2 separate regions of the Hordeum vulgare genome follow, and region 2 is linked to region 1. The links are chromatin contacts, called in public Hi-C maps. All regions are on one chromosome and are shown on one strand. The core of a region is the stretch at or near the end of the contact, and the rest is flanking DNA. Distances in the headings are between cores, read along the strand shown.

What was found. Hi-C and Micro-C count contacts between places; a contact is called where the count stands out from the background.
Region 2: a Hi-C map of seedling shows a contact between it and region 1, with 6 times the contacts expected there. The contact joins the promoter of LOC123440300 here to the promoter of LOC123440298 in region 1. A contact is called at or near these places in 2 of 6 Hi-C or Micro-C datasets (leaf and seedling).

The regions. Positions count from the first base shown.
Region 1 is chr3H:500,377,472-500,385,318 of MorexV3_pseudomolecules_assembly, forward strand. It overlaps LOC123440298, which reads right to left and starts at 3,820. Exons shown (of 2, transcript XM_045116875.1): 1 at 3,555-3,820; 2 at 1,141-1,676. The coding sequence starts at 3,656. The coding sequence ends at 1,440.
Region 2 is chr3H:500,713,915-500,721,761 of MorexV3_pseudomolecules_assembly, forward strand. It overlaps LOC123440300, which reads right to left and starts at 5,087. Exons shown (of 1, transcript XM_045116878.1): 1 at 3,946-5,087. The coding sequence starts at 4,635. The coding sequence ends at 4,126. LOC123444497 reads left to right here and starts at 6,713. Exons shown (of 3, transcript XM_045121226.1): 1 at 6,713-7,396. The coding sequence starts at 6,826.

The DNA of each region.
Region 1 (7,847 bases), core at 2,570-5,069:
GCACACGATGAAACAGAGACTTGTATCGGGGGGGAAAGTGTTTAGGGAGGCTTTTTGTGTTTTTTGGGATAACTAAGAATTTATAGGACAAAGAGGGACACCAGAGGCCAAGGGAGGTGGCCCCAAGACACCAGGGCACGACCACTGTAACGCCGGACACACCCGCCGGCGGTCGTTACTCCTGACGGGATCTAGACTGGCCCCACATATTAATATTAGTCTTTTCTGCGTACTTTGTCCTCACTCATGCGCACCCGGGATGAACTTCCCGATCGGTCACCCATCCTAGAACTACTCCAAACCGAGCACGCTTAACCTGGGAGTTTGAATGGGCTTTCGAAAAAGAAGGAATTCCTTATTGATATGAGTAGTCTATCATTCCTAATAAGCCAGGCTATCACAACCACCCCCTAGGCGCGTCCCGTTGGCCTCACACCACTCTGTGAACTCAGATGATTTTTTGAATTATGCAAAGTTTGTTATGCCCGTTTACATCCAATCTTGTTCTTTGTTTGTAGCCGATTTTGTTGTCCATATTTGATCACATAGAGTAGGTCATGTTTTATGTGTAATATGAATATAAGCTGCCGGATATGAGATACGCGGATATGCAAATGAAAATATAAGGCGTTCCAGGGGCGAATGAGCCCATCGCGACTGTAGATGCTTTGAGAAAGCCCAAATGGGTAGTGCAATTTACGCTAAGGGGGATGGGCTGGCTAAGAGAATGCCCGAATCAGCCGTTTCCTCACATGAAGGCTCATTGTAGTGCAATTACAGCACAGAGATGATGTGGATTCGGCTCCTGACATACAGGCTCATTGTAGTGCAATTTACGCAGAAGGGAATGTGGGTTGGGCTTTGAGAATGCCCAAATCAGCCTTTTTTTCATATGCAGGCTCATTACAGTGTAATTCACGCTACGAGAGAAAATGCGGGTTAGGGTAGATTCAGGAAATCAAACGGCACGCAGAACGTCACACAGAGGTTGTATACACTCCATCAGTTTCTCATGATGCAAATATCAAGCAGCTCCCCGGAATTCATCAGATAACCAAACAGGCCCTGACAAGCGTGCAAAAGTGCAGATAACCAAACAGTCCCCGACGTTTTGCCTGTCTTCATTTTGCAAAAAAAGAAAAAGAAAAAAAAATGGATGCCCCGTGAGAGTCCACATGCATGGAAGAGCACGAGGAGATTTAATTTGAAGCCAAAGAACTAAAGTACAGTCTGCTGCTATGTACATGCACACACACACGCAACAACGGCATACTAGTCGTGCGGGCCAGCTTCACGTCTCTTGTAGCCCTCTCTGGGCCAGGACGCACCCCAAAATTTGTCGCGCTTTAAACCAGCCGAAGCTAGAGCTAAACTACCAGGCCAGGAAACAAAAGTAGCGTAGAAAAGATCAAATTTCCCAAACAAAACACGCAAGCTAGCTAGAAAGGTGCAGTGGCAATGTCCCTCTTGATGGAGCGTCCTTGTGGGCGGCAACCCGTGCCGCCGCCGGCGCGCGGCGTCGAATCCTCCGACGAGCCTAGCTCGACGTCGTCGTCCGACGAGTCCGTCGTGGAGGAGCCCATCTTCCGCACGCCCCGCACAGGCTTGAGCCCTTCCGTGAAGATCCTGATGGCTTCCTCCGTCGTCCTTGTGCTCACCACGTACAGCGCCGCCTCCTGCAATTTTCGATTAATGTATCTATGTCAATTAACTACCCAAGTGGGGGGAAATCCGATATTTTCTTTTAGCAAACGTTCCAAGCTGCTCTGGCTTATGTACTCACGTGCATATATACGTACAAGTTACATGGGTGATGTGAGTACAGAAGGAATGTACATACGTGCAGGATACGTAAACAAGCGAGATTAAATTGTGGTGGGTAACGTCCATGTCATGACTGTTTTCTCTTGTGACCAGGACGTACGTACGACACGTCGACACACAACTTTCGTGCGAACAGAGACCGACCCAAGGGCATAAACATTGAGCAGCGCATGCAGCATAGCAATCGCACATGTGTGTATATATAAACACCTCAATTTATTTATTTTTGCGGGAAAAGCATCTTCGTTTCGGCCTTGTTCAGTTTAAGAGGTTTGGAGGAGATTGAGAGGAATTAAATTTCTTAAAAGTTAAATTTCACCTTAATCTCCTTTAATCCTCTTCAATTCTTTTTTGAAAAGAATTGACCGAACAAGCCCTTCAGCAATTCCTTTTCACTGTAGTACTATTTGTTATGTGTTTCTTTCTGCATTGTTTTTTAGAAGAGATTAACCGAACAAGCCCTTTAGCAATTTCTTTTCACTGTAGTACTATTTGTTAGGTGTTTCTTTCTACATTGTTTGGGTGACTGCGACCCTCCAAATTTACAAGGGCGTATATATTATGGGATGTAAAATAATTTTGTAGAAAACATTGTAGATTTATTTATTCACTTCAACCAGGAAAATAGTTTATTCGCAAAGAAACAAGGAAATTGCATGTTCCATCTCATGCGGGAATACATTTTCTTTTTTGGCAGGAGGGATTAGAGTTCTTTAATTTGTCAAAGACAAACATACATGTTTAGAATCCCTTGAGTGGATGGATCCAGCACATACGTTTTATCAAGAGTCCCCTTTAAGGCTTTCGTATAGGTGTACACTGGTGTATTCAACGATGATTTGTTCAAATGTAGGGTGTTGTAGAGATGATTGGAAATTGGATGGACTTGACTTTACAGGGAGGCCACTAATCACCAAAGGGAAACGGTAGACTTACACGTGGAAAAGATGGTCGAGTTGAATAATTTCAGCCTTTCTGCTCTGGAACCATTAGAAACCTACCATTGAACACCTTTTAATTTTGTAAATTGTTATAAATAATATTTTCAGATTTCAGTGTTAACTTCACTTTTGGACTTCTTATTTTTCAATTATAATTGTCTTTTTAATCCACAAAATCAGTAGGAATAAATGGATCTTATACTTGAGGGGGTCTGTCATGAAAATGTTCACTAAAATATAATGAAGTACTATAAAAATGTTTAGATCACTATTTTAATAATCTAAACGCTTTTATATTAGTTTAAAGAAGAAGTATTTTTTACAGGATATGTGGCCGTAGACTATTATGGTGTAATCCTGTTCTCCAACGATCTGTATATCCACCCCCTAAAAAAACTATATGTATATCCACACTACAGAAAGAAACTAAAAGTATATCCTGTAGATAGCACTATCCTAACAGGTTTAGTAGGCGCACACAAAATTAACTTAGTTTGATTATAGCAAGGAAGATAGGAGGGAGAACACTTTAGTGGTGATGAATCGGATTTCGGACTTTGGGAGGGGGAAAAGCTGCCTGATTTGTATAATTATCTTTTTGAGAAACCAGCAATAGCTCTGTCTTGTCATATAGAAGAAGAAGAATTGATCAGTTAATAAGGAAAACTAACCGAAAACCTAAAGAAAACCCACACACCGATTTGTACAGATTACGTATACGCAGACGGACATGTATACATGCAATCTACGTGGTATGTACGTATATAAGAGTGGCATGCACATACGTACCCTTGCGTACTTGAGCTGCTCGAGGGTGAGCGTCTTGGGCTCCGCCTCCATGGACGGCATCCTCCCCGACGCCGCCACACCTTGCACCTGCACCATCCCCATCTCCGGCGGCAACCTTTACCGAATGCTATGGGCTATACGTTGGTATGCGCCACAAATACACGACACGTACGTACGTGTCTCACCGCCGCTCTTCTTCGTGCGTGGGATGTGATGTGGCTGCCTGCCGCGAGTGCGTTTTGATTGTCAGCTGGACTGGAAGAATTTGCTGTGGACGAGATGGCCGGGAGGGGGCACGGCCAGGCTATATATACGAGCCGGCTCTGGGCCCTGGAGAATCGTGTCGCCAAACGACGGGCACACGTGGCTCCAACGGAGTGGCGGTACGAGCACACGTGGCGGCGGGGCGACCGGGCGATAGGGTCCGCGCGTCCGTTGCGGGCGTCCCGATGGTGGCTCCCCGGCCGCGGCCAATGGGAGCTTGCCATGACGGGTGCCCACAGGCAGGTGAATCGGGTTCGTATCGTCTATCGATCATGACTCATTCCCGTATAGTCCGCCGGTTTGCTGATCGCGTGGGTCGACTCGACCTCCCACGTGCTTGGGACACCGGCCTACTGCCACCCTCCACGTGGCCTCACAAAGAAAACGCATAAAAACTTCGTCGCATTTCCCAGCTGCTAGAATTATTGTGTTCGTAGATAAGCTCTCCGACCTCCGAGGTTTCAGGATGTTTGTTTGAGAAGGTATGGAGAGAGCAAAACCGACTCCTACGTCAAATCATATTCATACGTGCTCCGTTTTTATCTGTATTTTTTGTTTTGTTTTTTTGCATGGCAGTGCTTGCAGATTGCACCAAGGCATGCATGCATGCAAGAATACACACGACGTGCGTGCTTACATTACATTCATCAGGTATGTAGACGTGCCAAAGCAGCTAGTGCGTACACGCCGGAACTCTACCGGCGAATCGGCAAAGAGGAGCGACCAAACCAAGGGAAGGGAGCAAGATCTTTTCTCTGCGGCTGCGTGCATGTGGTGGTGGCGTGGTGGGGACGCCTGCTTGTAACTTGTGAGCGGGAGCGCGTCCACGACACCGGGGAGGTGGAGCCCGCGCGCGCCCTCCTCCCGCCACGTCCACCTGCGCAGAGCCCTCGCTTTCGCCGCTCCTCCACCTCTGTACCAAACGCAAGCGACCGAGCGGATAGAGCTTAATTAATGCCGCCATGGCTTGTTACTCCACTGATTAGTTAATCCGGTGGACGCAGCGCTGGCGAGCTCCCAGCTACCGGTCTCTATCGTTGCAGACTTGCAGTGCCGTGCGCGCGCGTGTGTATGAAATCTGTGAATGATTGGCAAGGTAATTTCTTCACTTTCTTTTGAGAAATGACAAGGTAAATTGTTCACAGGGTGTTTTATCCACCGGGAAAAAAAGGTGTTTTTGTCACTGGAAATATTCAGTTTTATTTCATGGCAACAGGTTATAGTCTGCTCATACATCATGGATGTGGTTGGTTACCTCGCATTAGGTCTAGTCAGATCCACCCGAGAAAAAAAAACTGAGTGTTTGGTTGCGTGGCTCGCATCAGAATCTTAACCAGCACAAACCTAAAAGACCTCCTCAGCTAGGCCCGCTAGAAACATTTGAATCGTCGGTTTTAAACGAGTTAGGCTCGAGTGATAGAGGGAAGGAAAACACGACACTGACCTCTTGCGAGGAGGGAGATAGCAGTAGCTCGTGCGGGTCTTCAAAAAACGACGAGACGATTTTGCGTCATCGCTCGCCAAGTCTTACGCCGTATATAGCCCAGGCCACCGCAACGGCAAAACTCCCGCCATCCCCCCCCCCCCTCCCTTGAGTTTCTCCTCTGGTGCGGTTCCACATCGACGACAAGGTAAGTGACACAAATGCTTTAATGACCGTTGATGGTGGCGGCGGATCGATAGCTCCTCTTCTTCGACGTGTCCAGCGCCTCCTTCGATGGCATCCGTGAGATTAATAACCCCCTCGTCTCTGCTAGCTCTAGCTAGATCTCACCATGTGGTAGGAGTAGATCTTCCGATCTACGTGACTACGTGTGGGGACCCCGATTTATAAATCGTGATCACCGAATGCTCATGTAGAGTGATCCTAGAGATCAATGCTCATTGAACACATGGAAGCTGAATAACAAGAGTCTTACATCCATACATACCGCCTGATACAAATAAAGATCATTAAGGTCAATTCTTACATAGATAGGGCCTCGAAAGCCAACACATCAAACATAACTAGCAGCGAAATTCTTAAACGAAAGCGTGAACTCATGCTATCTACCTTAACCCTGCATACATTCTGACTAGTTCGCGAGTTCATCTCTAACAAACTCTTCATCATACTCCTGTTCTTCCATGTTTGGCCAATTAAATAACCAGTGGCAAGCCAATAAGTACTTTGAATGTACTCGCAAACAACCCATGTTTTGGAACAATGGTATAACAATGCATGAATTTGCACTAATAGGGAAGTTGCAGAAAGCTAAATTTTAAGTGCAATAACATGATCAATATAACTTGTAAAAGCATACATCAACAGGTCACGGATATCCATACGAACAAGCTATCTCATGTTCATTATTCATGTCAAGTTATCTAACTTCGCTCAAGCATCATCTTTCTCACACTATCATCTTTCTCCCACACATACACCAAGTTTGTGAAAATATCTGGATATAGTCTAAGGAGCGCCATCAACTATCCATGACCGTGGACACGACCATTCGAATGGTTTTACGCTTTCCATAGGTTGCACACTTTACCCATAAGACTCGCAAAACTTCCGTTTCAATCCACGACTCATGGTATTTTCCATTCCTGAGGTAAGTACGTGAACATTTACCTTTCCCATCATGGTACTAACAAAGAGTCTAATCGTTGGTGCCATCCCTCGTGATCTACATCACAAATATCATCCACGAGGGCACACAACGGTGTGCTCACTGTTTGTGAAAACAGCCCATGGTCGTCCTTTCCGGCACGACCCCGTATAGAGTGACCACATCACTCCCGCCCCTAGTAATGCGGGCTCTCTGCTAGTACCGATCAAAGTAATCAACAAAGCCTCATCCCATAAGGGGTATCGTGGTTGCACATCTAGGGTTGGGACAGTCAGCACATCTTAAATCTAATCCATTTTCGAGAACACACACACATATCTTGCCTCGGTACACCACTTCTTTCTCAAGTGGTTACCTAACTCAACGCCATCTCCCTCGGGCATTAGTGTCACCCTACAGGATTTTCGAAAAGTCTTTGATATCATGTCCTTTCCGTCACCATGAATATTCCCATCCCATTTTTGTAGCAACTACATAACATCCTAACTACTTCCCACCCGCACAACCCTCATAGGAAGGTAGGGTCATGCTGAGTGCAAGTATCAACGAGGAATTATCAGAGACAACCCGCCAAGGTGGCCACCGATTCAACATGATTCAAATGCAACGAAGTAAACTACCATATGACATGCATAAAATGGTTTCAAGTCATGGTCAAGGGGCTGCTTGCGTGGCTCAACAAAGTATTCAAAGTCTTCAAAGTCTTCTGGTCTAACTCCTTCATCAACAATGCAATCTATCTTCGCAATATAATGGAGAAAAATACGACAACGACAAATACCGAGAAAATAAAATCCTCCTAAAAATGTCAACCCTTTTTGTAAAATACTAGGATGAATATTAGAGTTGTAAAAATTATTAGTCTCTCGTTTTGAAAAGTAAAAAGTGGTGAAAAACATTTTAATAGAGAGTTAAAATAACTAAAACAAGTTTTTAAATAAAAACAAGGTATAAATCTTTTTCCGAAAATTGCACAAGTGACATCATTAAATAGCAAAGAGTACTACATGATTTTAGAAATTGAAATCATTGGATTTAGGCAATTACTTTATCCAGGGGAAATTTTGGAAAATGCTCAAAAATGAAAAAGGGAAAGGGTATTGTGCCACTAGGCCCTAAATGGCCAGCCAAGCGTGGCCCAGCCAACCCCCCCCCCCCCACGCCATATTATAAACCTAAGAGGCAGGGACCTTCGGTCAGCGAGGAGGGAGAGAGAGGCTGGTGACCGGGGCCTAACGGCAGGGAGTCGTCAACCTCTCTCTAGAGAATGGCAAGGCTCACGAGCGGCAAACGAGAGCACGACAGTGACAGGTGAGTTAGGGAATGGACCTAGGACATCGTCGCCGCTCGGGTGGTGGTCGAAGGGATCACCGGTGTGGCCTGAGTCATCGGCGGCGAGTAGGTGAGGCGGAGGCGC
Region 2 (7,847 bases), core at 3,837-6,336, 340 kb after region 1:
TGGTTGTAGCATCTTCAGAGGACGGTACCAACACAAGGAACTGTGAGCATTAGATCGCGGATACTGCATCCATGGCAACTTCAAACCATCGCGTCGAGAGCTGCAAACTACAGGTTGCATGGGTGGCGAACGACGGCGAGGACGGCCGATGGGGGCGACAAACAACGACGAGGACAGATGGCGGGAGTGGGGACCGACGGCGATGACAGTCGGAGGGGGCGAGAACCGGCGATTCGATGCGGCCGTGCGGCCTGATTTTTTGTGGGAGGGGGAGAAAGGGGATGGGCAGCGGGGAAGAAGAAAGAAGACTCGCACGAGTCCACCGTACCACATGGTTGCCTTCGAGTGGGTCGTGCAAGTCATGCGTGGACAAGACCGGCGGAAGGTTTGAACGGACTGCCGGCTCCAAACATTTTCCAAAAAACTAGTATTATCATGCACGCGCCACACTCGGTTCTCGAAGGCCTCGCTCCCACCTTGATGGCACCAAACACACCAGCGCGAGCGGCCAGTCCGCCCATCGCTGCGTCGTGCCTCGTGTGTTGTAGCCGTTTCAGTGCTCAGGCGGCGAACCCGCATGTTGCGTCCTCAGCGATGCTCACCATCGCCAACCCCTTCCTTCCCGCCCGGACGGCCGCAGGCGCCTGCCTAATGTGGACCTACTTCTTCGCTGCTCAAGTGTCCGCCGGCTCGGGCGCGACGCAACGCGAACAAGGTCGTCGACTCGATCCGAGCTCGCTCGCATGTGCATTATCATGGTTGACCTGCCGAAGCCGCCGGAACCCCACCCCCCGCGATCGCCCCTGCTAGCACGCGGCCGACGCACCCCGATATGCCGCGCACATAGAGCTTGCACGCCCTCGACAGAATCGGCGCGCGAGGCAAAAGCTGTTAGAAATAAGTTGTGGTCTATCCTTATTCCTTCGTGTTTTTCTGTAAACCTTTTACTGTGTTTTTAAAGAGTCCACCTATTATACATTTATAAGATTCCTTGTCTTTAAACTAGTTTCTGGATAGAGTCGAGATCAAACTACCAACCACAGTATAATTTGTCTGTTAGCGGATCCTATCCGTCGAAGCACGCGCTTGTAAGCTACGCGTCGTAATAAAGTATAAATTCATCTAATTATATAGATCAACATTAGGACTGCTAATCTAATTACACGATCTAGCTTTTTTAAGGCGGATAAGAGGGAAATATATAAAATATATTACGACATTAGGGACGTAATCTAATTACCAGGATAGTCTTTTCAATATATAAAATATATCGTATTCCATCAATAATTGACCAACTTCCTTAAGTATGCGGCATTTAAATAAATTGGACCAAGAATAATTATATGCATATAACAAGTATCTTGATGGACAAGTATTTGAATATAGTTTTTTTTTTTGCGTCGAAGTATTTGAATATAGTTGAAGGACATATAATCCCAACACAAGCACCCGCTCGTTTTCTCGCCACCTTCATCATCTGCTCTACGTGCCGGAACTGTTGGCCTCCAACTTCTCGCAAGAGAGAGACACAAAATCGAGCACTAGTGCCATATAGCTAGCTCGTCGAGGGGGATGCCTTCCCCCTTTCATAGAACTCGATGGATGGCTTCTACACCCTTCGTTACTAAATATAAATCTTTTTAAAGATTTTATGTACCGGTGGAAATGGTCAGAATTTGCAAGCATCTTGATGGGTTCGCGGGAACTTGTCCACGGCTTCATGGACAGGGTTGAGCAACAAGTTGATCAGCTGGCCAACTCGCACGTCGCATCTGGTGATTCAGTGAATCATTGCGTATGTGCATGCCATACATGCATGTATGCTGGTCATTTTCTGCGCGTACAAATCGGCCGACAAATACAAAACAACTTGCGGATGAGGCATGGTTTTGTAGACAATCAAAACGATGTCTTCCAGTGCGTTGCGAGCTCTGAAACAAGCAACGGCGACGGGGTGCTTACCAAACCTTTCGTTCTCCTTTCTTTTCAAAGAAAGAAGAATCCGACGATCCATAATTTTGACACAGAGAAGACCAAAGAGAAAGCGGAGGACAAAGACACACGCCATGACGTTCACATCATCCTTTTATTTTTAATTGCACGTCTACATCATCCTTAAGACCTTAGGCAAAAGCAATTAGGGAAGGAAGCGTTAACATATGGTGACGTGGACTGTGGAACAAGGAAAATACTACTCCCTCCAACAGGATTTACAAGGCTCGTTGGTTTGTGTTACGTTAAACTCTTGTTTAATTTTGATCGAATTATTTACTACTTAAACTCAATTATTACGATAGACTCGATTAAAAAAAATTAAATATCTATTTTGTACATGTTTCTCAACTTTAATACTCAACCATTGATGCATGCATATGTAAAGCCGGAGTTCGTATCATTTGTTTTTCTATTGACAAAATTCATCAGCCAACTAACGTGGGATGTGAACACTTGTTAAGTTAAGACGATGTGTTAGTTCGGTTTATGAAGGTGTTTATAAAAACAGGGTATACATATATGTTTATAAGGATAAATATATGTGGGTATGTATGACAGTGAGTAAGGTAGAGCGATGTTAGTTAGGGTTTTAAACGATGTGGCCTCTAATGTCTATTTACAAAAGACCCCAGCCTCATTCTTCAATATTCACCCATGCACTTATTTTTCCGCGAACTATTATAACCATGGGGCCCACGTAGACTCCTAAGTCGACTTCCTACTATTAAAAACAAGCCAAAGTGACCACTTCATCACTTTCTAAAAGAAGAGTGACCAATGTGCTCATAAGAGTTTAGAGCATCTATAATCGAATCTTTCAAACCCGTCACAAACATCCGGACAAGCTGATTTGGTCACAAAAAACCCGATCCAGTTGGTCTGACGTCGTGAACCCACGCGAAATCATTCGAAAACCTGGTTGTGTGATGGACGCCTCCTCCGATGAGGGGTATGTCAACGACTCATGGCGCCGGTTCGACGGTCCGCATAGCCCCTAAACGGGCTATTTAAGCCGACCACAGGCACTGCAACCATACCCTTGCACATTTCCCTCCTGCCGTTCGCCGGCATCGAAACCCTATCCCTCCACATTTTCTTCCTCTCTTCTATCGCCGCGTCGTCCCTAGCCCTGGTATTTAAGTCATGCCCCCACACCGCTATCACTTTCTAAAGCCGGAGCATCAGCTGCAACTCCTTGAGCAGATCCGAATCGTTACGGGGCTACCTCCGGATATAATGGATCTGAAGAAGGAGTTGGTGGAGGGGGAGGAGCCGGCGAAGGTTGTGGGGGGGACGCTGGGGACGCAGAGCAGCACGCGGAGCAGCAAGCCATCCTCTATTCCATCCACTCGAAGTCGGATGTGGAGGCTAGACGTCGTCTCTGGAAGGAGCTGAAGGCGAAGATGCTCGCCTTACTTGGATGAGGTTGAGGAGGAGGAGGAGCCGGATCCCTCCTACATGCCTGTCTACCCGACACCCGACATCGACATCGTGAACGTCTGCGACGATGATAGCTACTATAGTAACTACTCCCTCCGTTCCTAAATATAAGACCTTTTAGAAATTCTACTATGGACTACATACAGAGTAAAATGAGTGAACCTATACTCTAAAATATGTCTATATATATATCCGTATATAGTCCATAGTGTAATCTCTAAAAGGTCTTATATTTAGGAATGGCGGGAGTAGGATTTTTTTTTGCATACTTTGTATGTAAATAAGGATTAAAATATGAGAGACTAGCATGGAGTGTAGCTGGTTGGTGTGACCGGCTACTGTCTACGAAAGCAACCGGACTCGTGTGCGGGCGTATAGCGAGTCGAATTTAGAGCATCCGGCTGTAGATGCTCTTAGTGACCATTGATGTGTTTATATGACGAGTCATGTGAGAGATCGCATATGGTTCTATTTGCTATCGTTATCAACCTGTCACGAACAAATACAATAAAGATGAGTAAGCTGACTATAAAAATTAATATAGATTATAGATGACATGACAATGCCTTATAACCGGTATCTGGATATACTATTAACCATACTCTATTAACAAGAAGTAATCAAGAGGAAGACAGTGGAATCAATCAATGGACGCCTAATCTTATCACGCGCGTTCATTGCACGCACGTGTCACGATCGGGTCTCGAAGGCCTTGCTCCCCACCTTGATGGCGCCAAAACCACCGCCGCTGGCTGCCAGTCCGCCCACCGCCGCGCCGCGCCCGCTCATCTCTGGCCGCTTCAGCGCGCAGGCGCCGAACTCGAACGGCGCGTCCTCGGCGATGGTCACCATCGCCGGACGCTTTCTCCACGCCGGGACGGCCGCCGTCGCCTGGCTAAGGTGGACCTTCTTCTGCCCCGCCCCAACGTCCGCCGGCTCGGGCGCGACGCGGCGCTGTTTCGAGGCAGCGCGGACAAGGTCGTCGGCGCGGTCCGAGCTCGCCCGCAGGTGCATGGTCGTGGCCGACCCGCCGAAGCCGCCGGGGCCGCGGCCGCCCGCGACCGCCCCCGCCGGCATGCGGCGCGCGCACCCGGACATGCCGCTCACGTAGAGGTCGCACGCCCTCGACAGCGCGCGCATGGGCGCGCCAAGGCAGGAGAAGCAGAAGCACCCGCTGGTTTTCCTGCCACCCTTCTTCATCCTTTCCTTGTGTGTGCGCACCGGAAGGAGCTGCGTCGGCTTCTCGGATCGGGAAACGCAAGATCGAGCGCTATGATACAGTAGCTTGCCTTTGAGGTCGATGGACGGACCGCTGCGTTATGAGAGTGTACAATGGCACCTCGATCACCTCGTGATATATATATGCTCTCCGTTCCGTAGCTCGACGTTGCCTTGCCCGTTCCGTCCGCGTGAACCGCCGCTTGGTACCGGCGGATAAGAGGGAAGTGGTCAGGATCTGCAGGTGTTTTGATGGATTCGCAAGGAATTTGTCCACTGTTTTGGAGGATAGGGCCAAGTTGATCGGCTGGCCAACTCGCACGCGCTACGTCTGTTGATTCACCGAATCATTGCGTACGTGCATACGTGTGTTACAATTCGGCCGACAAATATTTAACGCTGTGTCTAACGTTCATCCAGATGAGACTTAACCAAGTCACATTTAACTCATATTCCCCCCGTTTCTAAATATAAGTCTTTTAAGATATTTTACTAAGAGTCTACATACGAAGCAAAATGAGTGAATCTACACTCTAAACTACTGTATGTCTATATACATCCGCATATAGTCCACTAATGCAACCTCTTTAAAGTCTTATATTTAGAAACGAAGGAAGTACGTTACTTGATTTTTATGAAGATTCATGCAGACTTTTTATTTTTATACTTTGTTTGATTATTCAAATGATGTGAAGAAGTTAGATGAGACTTTGCTAATTCTTATCTAGATGAGAATTAGTAAATTTAAATATTCAATTGTAAAACTTTTCTACCGTTGCTTGTTTGAGGGCACGTAATTACGTAAACCATCGAACGACAGCTACCTCTATTGTTTTGAGTGTCTGCTAGTGAGGGCATGACCAACGGGCTGCCTCATCGTGCTGCCCCGCAGGTCTAGCTCGGCTCGGAGCCAGCAACTTAGGTTCGGATGATGCTCTGTACAAAAATCCGTCTCCTGCGAAGGAGGTAGGTGCTCCATAAGAAAAGTTAAAAGAAAAAAGGAGAGAGAGAGAGAGATGAAGAACGAAGGAGGAAGAAATAGATGGGGGAGAAAAGAATTGAGATGGGTCCATTATAATGACATATACATATGACTGCCTTCGTTAGATGAAGAACAATAGTTTTAATACTTTAGACCGTGTAGCACCTGGGCCTCTGTTGCCTCCCTCCCCAAACTTCCTGTGCTGGCCGGCGACGAGCAGCATAAAACTATGGGTGTGCAATTGCTACCAGGCAGCCAGCAAGGAAACTAAAAGAGCAACCCTTTCCTCTATTCAACTTTTTACGTGGAGAATTTGGAATGAGAAGAATAGGCGCATTTTCAAAAATGAATCTTTGGGTTGGACATCTTTATTACGAGATTAAAGGAAGAGATCATCCCATGGAATATGGCTGGAGCAAGAATTCCTTTCGACCAGGACCGATTAACTTAGACATTGTTTTTTTTTTTGCTATTTCTTCTTCCTCCTTTCGACACTACTCTTGTGCCTAGCTTCCTTGGGGTATCCTTGTATTCTGTTTTCTTTCTTGATCAATGAATTTCGTAGAGCAACTACCAACATTTTAAAAAAAACCTTTAGATCTAAACAAATACATGGAACAGCATCAAGGTGATGCTTCCATTGCTCATGCCCTAGGCCATGTCTCCCGAGAGAAGCCACCTTGACTTTTCCTTCTTACTTTTATTTTTCTGACGATTGGCTACTTGCACCTTGATTTTGGCACAGAGAGGACCAAAGAGAAAGCCGAAGACACGGACACACCACCATTGCATTACATTTACATCATCCTTAAGCAAAGCAATTAGGGACGAAAGCGTCAGCATACGGAGACGTGGACCCTTTTTTTTTTTTTTTGAACTGCGGATATGTGGACTTTTTTTTTGTTTGAACTGCGGAGATGTGCACTTTGGAGCAGAGAAAAGCAGAGCAAATTATTCATGTTTCTCGGGGTCAACTTTGAAAATTAACCTTTCTAAAACAACCTTTGAAAACTATCCGCATCGAGGCCGTCGATCTTTCTTCTACCGGTACTAGGCACCAGTGACTAGTCCTCCGGTCCGCCGGCCGCCAGTCCATATCCCCTACCGCCTACCGCACGTCATCCGGCCTCCGCTTGATCAGCCAGCCGCCCCACTCCACCCTCCACTGCGGCACGAGCTCCCTCCCGGCGATGTCGTGGCTCGCGCGCTCCATTGCGGCCACCCTCTCCTCCGCCCCCGACGACGACGGCCACTCCGAGGCGGCCTCCGGCGACAGAACCCCGGATCACGCCGCCAACGCCGAGGAGGACGAGCAGCCGGACACCCCCGGCCGCGGGGTCAAGGGCGACATCTCCGAGCTGACCGAGTCCCTCACCCGGCGCTTCTGGGGCGTCGCCTCCTTCCTCGCGCCGCCGCCGGCGGCCGGGGCCGAGGCGTCGACGGCGGCGGCTGAGACGGAGGCGGACGCGGAGGGAGAGTATGGGCCCCAGTCCCCGCGGGTCGCCGGGATCCGGAACGACCTGGCTGAGATCGGGGGCAGGGTGAGGAGCGGCATCTCGATGCTGTCCAACGCCAACGCCGTGGCGGAGATCTCCAAGATCGCCTCCTCCTTCCTGCCTTTCGCGCCGGAGGAAGAGGAGGAGGATGAGGTGGATGCGGTGGGTGTGACGGAGGAGGTGGTGGTCTTCGTCAGGCACATCTCGACCTCTCCCGAGACTTGGCTCGATTTCCCCCTCTTCGTCAACGACCGGCACGCCGATGGTAAGTCCCAGTAGCTTCAGACTTCTCTGCTCGAGTTTATATGTATTATTAGAATAGATAATTTTTGTCTACTTTGCACTTTTTTCCCTTTTAAGAGCCATGGGCTGTGAGATTCAAGTGCAGCAGAAGACTCTGAATTTTGAAACTGAGATTATTACAGTGGAATCAGGTGTTTTAGTCTAGATCTTTGCAGTTTTGCTCAAACTATGTTTGTAGTATACTCAAACTATGTTTGTAGTATACTGCCTATTTGCTAAGTGTGGAGACATGAGGGTGTAGCTTCAGACCAAATCAACAGTGCTTATGATGAAATTTTCGTCGCTTGCCATGTATTATTAGTACTGAATTGTTACGAAGCCGCAATTTCTGCAAAAACATCAGGATTAAGGGCGTGTACGGAGGCTCTCCAGCTTCTCGGAACTCCAGAAAACCAGCTTTTCATCACGGCTTC